Regions from separate parts of the Juglans regia genome. Here region 1 is linked to region 2. A link is a contact called in public Hi-C data. All regions are on one chromosome and are shown on one strand. Each heading gives the region's core, a stretch centred on a gene start, on an enhancer-like site or on the middle of the called end of the contact. The rest is flanking DNA. Distances are from core to core; before and after follow the strand shown.

Region 1 (2,700 bases), core at 18-2,517, 130 kb after region 2:
CACCAAGATTTAAAAGTTTGACATTTTTAAGGATTAGTCCATATAATTGAATGATAATGACTCGACATAACAATTGCCAAGTAAAAGCACAAGCTGCACAACCCCTCGTATCGACTGTCCTTAATAGCGGCGGGATGGAGACCTACGTGGCTTCATAAAAACTATGAAAAAAGTAAGGTTGTATTGCTCGCTCGTTCTTCATTTTGAAGACCATTTCCCCAAAGGAGACGCAACTTTTTTAAATACGGGACGTGTTTATGCATTTTGCGTAGACATCTTTCCTTCTAAAATTTAAAAAATATTGATATTTAAAAAATATGTAAAAATTTTGTGTACAGTTATTTTTATATATTCTTTATACATTATATTAATGTGATTAGTTGCATTATTTTTTTAATATAAAATAATTGATTTAGATAATCACATAAGTGAAATGTATAAAAAATACGTAAAAGTAATTATATGTAATAGAATTCTTTAAATAAAAAGATAAAAATAACAAATCAAATCACATGTTAATATTTGGCTTAGAGAATGATAAATATATTTTTTTTTTCTTTTTATCCTCAAATGCTTAGGCTGCAACAATCTTTATAATCTTCAATATTTAATATTAATAAAAACCAAAATAATGTAAATCACCTTTTGATTATAAAATAAAACAGTTTATCTATATGTAAACAAACGCAATTTATTAAAAATATTGTTCTTATGCAGATTTTATATTTGAAAAAAAAAAGTTTTTAAGATATGAAGCATATGCATTTTAATTTTAAAATAAAAATAATAAGAATCTTAATTATTATACTTATAAATCCAATCTATAAATAAAATATCTTATTTTATTTTATGTTAAATATATTTTAAACATGAAACACGTGTTCTTGTGTAGATTTAAAGCTCAAAATAAATAAAAACTAACAATAGCCTGTATGGTAATAATACTAAAAACTATTGGAAAAATTAAAATAGTTAAAAATTTCAGACTTTAATTCAATTAAAAATAAAAGAAAATCAGTTTAAAATGAAAATCGAATTTCAATAATAAATGCTATATATAATACGAGTAATATTATATATAATCGTAAAATATATAAATATTATATTATTATTTTAAAAAAATAAAATTTATATAAAAATATTAATTTTTTTTCATATAAATTTTATATTTTTTATCTTAAATAATTACACGAAACTTACGTATTCACAACTACAAATATCGTTTCTCGAATAATATATCGCCTGATAAGCATTACTCATACTATTCGGTATTTATTTATTTAAAGTTCTCTCCTCTCTGTCTCTCTCCCTTCCCTTCTGTTCTCTTCTGCGGCTCACCATTTTCAATGGCTACTCTTAGCATCACCGCCCCCCATAAACTCCCTTCGCTCACCAAATCCATCGCAGAATCCCAGAGACCTAACTTTCCTCCATCTATGCTCTCCTCCCAAGTCTTCACCAAGTCCAACCCATTAAGCAATTTCAGCTTTTCAACCCGTAAAAGGAGCTGTGTCATTTGGTCGGTCACAGAGGACCGAGAAGTTGTTCCGGTGAAGGAGAATCTTAATATTGTCAAGGATGAAGAAAGCCGGTTGTTACTAAATGGGTCTGAAGAACTTCAGCCTCTTTCTACTTCTGAGGGGAGAGAAGAGGATGATGATTTTGATAGGTTGGTTAGCAAAGCTATCAATGCCTCTATTGTTCTAGGATTTGGGACCTTCGCCGTCAGCAAGTTGCTCACCATTGACTATGATTACTGGCATGTGAGTGATTTCGTATGTTAAGTTTTGCTTGTATTTTTCCTCGCTCCATTTTCGGACATGGGTATTTACGAGAATCGGCTTTTGCATAGTTAATTGCATAGATGCTGATGATACTTTTACGCTTTTCTCACTTTTGGTTTGCAAAATAGCCTTGAATCGTCAATTACGGTTTTTTTTCATTCGAGTACGGAGTACGTATAAATGCGATATTATTTTGGTTAATTATTTTCCTGGATATCCTTTTGTTTTTTAAGCATACTTATGTTCTTTGTCATGGGAGATTGGGAACCGTTTAAATGTTATAGATTTCTATATTGCAGAAATCAATTTCCATGTACGGGAAATTTTGCCCAAAAATCAGATTGACAGACAAATGTAATCATCAAATTGATTAGATAACTTTTGAAAGCTTATGTTCGCTTTTCATGCCGTTTTCCATTCATAAATGATGTCAAAGTTGCCTCTTTCAGTAATTGTATCTTGCCTGTCAAGACCAACTTTTTGTTTTAATTTTCTCAGGGATGGACCCTTTATGAGGTTCTAAGGTATGCACCCGAACACAATTGGATTGCCTACGAACAAGCTCTCAAAGCAAACCCTGTTTTAGCCAAAATGGCAATAAGTGGGATTGTGTATTCTCTAGGAGATTGGATCGCTCAAGTATGTGCTTGAAGGAGATTATCTTAAATGATTTGTCCTGGTCATAGATACTTTGATTGATTCTTTAGTTGTTTCCTTCTGAATTTTCAGTGTTATGAAGGAAAGCCTCTTTTTGAGTTTGACCGGACACGCATGTTCAGATCGGGCCTTGTTGGGTTTACTCTCCACGGTTCCCTTTCTCATTATTACTACCAATTTTGTGAGGTGATAATTGTGATTCATATTTGGTCAGTTGGTTTATCTGTTGATTTTCTGTGGATGGCTGCAATCGTTTACT
Region 2 (2,704 bases), core at 74-2,573:
TATGTGGTGTGAGATGATAACTAGCATTCCTCTAACAAAAAATATACACCATAAATTTTGAAAGATTTTATAATATACTCTGCCTTTTTAATAGGTTTCACTTTACACCTCTCTATTTAAATCTGATTGTTAAGATTTTCGCCAAAATTTATGTTTTTGCCCAATCAAATAAGTCAAAAACTGTCGATTCTTTAGGAACAAGGTTGAGTACAGGAACTGACTGATTTAAAAGCCCATGTTTGATGTTGAGATGAAATATCAGTTGTTAAAGAACATTAGGTCATTGCAGCATGGACAAGTCAATATAGGGTGGTCTACCATCTGATTGTCCGTGAGTGAGATGGCCCTGGAATTGCTTCTGTGTCTTCAGATGTGCTATCTTTTAATTTTTCCCGCTGGAAAACAACTTTTTTTTCTTTCCTTTTCTTCTGACCACCGTTGAAAAACAAACGCATAAAGTAGTAATGAATACATACACACACATATGATCTCTATGTATTTGTTGTAATAATATGTGTAATAATGCTTCCTTTAAACATAAAGAACTGCTGAATGGCGTTAATAAATAGATATAAATGACTGAAATAGATAGAGAAATTTCTGCCTTAGAAATCATGTAACTTCATAACCCAATTCATGTAGTTTCAGGAAGAATGACCAGTCAACATGCATAATGAGCTATAATTACGCACAAGATAACAGTATTGGAACCATGAACCGTCACAATCATGTTAGCAGGTCCACATTGCTTTTGCAGTTCACACGCACACAGAAGAGAGAGAGAGAGAGAGCATACTTTGGGAGAAGGGTAATCAAGCTTTCCATGGAAAACCATCTGGGCGGCCTCGAGATCCGTACGTGGCCTTTCGGCGGAAGATGTTGATCTGGCCCTCAGAAACCTCTCATAGATAGCCATAACAAGGAACATTGATATGAGAATGGCAGTGGCGACGAGCCCAAAAGATACAGCATTCACTGAGTTGTACAAGTGCCTCCATTGCTCCTCTCTCTCTCCGTTTAGCGGAGCCAATGTTGGTGGTACCACTCCCCATCTATCTTCGTCACCACCCATCAGAAGCTGAGGCTTAGTTTAGCAGTAAGCTGAGGAAACAGATGAAAGGCAGGGAAGTGAGTGAAACCGGCCAGAACAAGTCATTCTTTCAAAATGATACAGTGGTTAGCTCGTCGAGGATCGAACTTAATATATATTCGCCTAGCTAGAACAGGTTTAGAACTGCCACAAAAAGAACAACGAAGAGAGGAGAAAAAGGGATTTTACTTATTTATTTTTTTCAGAGCCTTTACGAGAGAGATTGGTAAGAGAGCTCTGGGCTATTGGGCTTAAAAAGTTTCGGGTGGAGCTGCAGCTTTTATATCGAAAAAATACTTGTACTAAATACCATCTTTTGCTTACGTTATATGCATGATTTATTTTGTTGATAATATAATATAAATAATAAAATTTATTTTTTTAAATCTAATTTAACAAGAAGATGTAGATTTTATTTATATAATATTTTTAATAACTTCAAATTAAAATAGAGAAAATCTGACCAAATAAGGTTTAATTACAAAATACTTAATATATATCTTGTTTTTTTTTAAAGTATAAGAAATTTGAAATATATGAAAAATTCAATTTTTTTATAATTTAAAAAAAAAATATACGAGACTTATATATTTTAAAACTCACCGATAATTTTGGCGGTGCATATTGATGTACAATATTATACTTTAGTAGTGTTGTGATTATTAACTTGTTTTTTGTTTTTTATAAGTGGTTTTGTGTGTAAATATGGTGGCAATTGCAATTGAACCAATGGGACGGTCCTTGCTTACGCAAGAAAGCCCAATTGACGCAAGATGACAATTATTAGAAAACCAAAGTTGGGTTAGTAAAAATTTGAAACTCCACGGAATTCATTATATTCGGAGAAACGAAAAAAGATATATCTAATCGTGAATTTAATAGTTGCAGCGTAATTATTTTGGAAAATGTGAATAAAATATGTGATTTATATGAATAAAATTAATTTTTTAATATTATTTTTATTTTAAGATTTAAAAAAATTGAATTGTTTATTTAATTTATATTAGAAGTTAAAAAAATTATAATTATTAAATAAAATAAGATAAGATGATATGAGATATTTTTTAAAAATAAACGAGGCCTTAAATTATTTATAAATTATAGTGAAATAATTTATAACGATAGTAAATAATAATATATTGTTTATAAATAATAATGAAGTCTGCCAAACACAGCCTAAGCTAATTAATGACGTATACAACATTGCACCTCTCTATGATGTGGTCCCCCACTCCATCCTTCACGTGCACCCTGTGTCTGTGGGGTCTCCCCAAACGATGGGACCACATTCGACGCGTGTCCAGGTAAAAAAACCATACCAGATTTATGTTCCACTCGTCGTGTCTGAATTGGGCAGATCTTTTCCTGTCGAATGAGTATCAGGTAGTGGTCCGCAGGTCACAGCCCACGAGTCAGATCTGGGCCTGCTTTATTTGGGCTCACGTGAACCACCCTTTTTTATTATTGTTTTACCTTTCCTTTCTCTCTCCTTTCGATGGTGTTTACGCATGGTTTAGAAGCTGGCCTCTGACATCACTTATACTTCGGTCCACGTGTTTTTTTTTTTAAAAAAAATAATATTTACAATTATAGAATTTATAAATATTTTATAAT

The links. Hi-C and Micro-C count contacts between places; a contact is called where the count stands out from the background.
Region 1: a Hi-C map of leaf shows a contact between it and region 2, with 5 times the contacts expected there. The contact joins the promoter of LOC108985576 here to the promoter of LOC108985574 in region 2. A contact is called at or near these places in 2 of 3 Hi-C or Micro-C datasets (both in leaf).

The regions. Positions count from the first base shown.
Region 1 is chr1:20,609,937-20,612,636 of Walnut 2.0, forward strand. It overlaps LOC108985576 (mpv17-like protein), which reads left to right and starts at 1,268. Exons shown (of 8, transcript XR_001995219.2): 1 at 1,268-1,763; 2 at 2,283-2,423; 3 at 2,514-2,627.
Region 2 is chr1:20,481,408-20,484,111 of Walnut 2.0, forward strand. LOC108985574 reads right to left here and starts at 1,324. Exons shown (of 2, transcript XM_018957917.2): 1 at 797-1,324. The coding sequence starts at 1,072.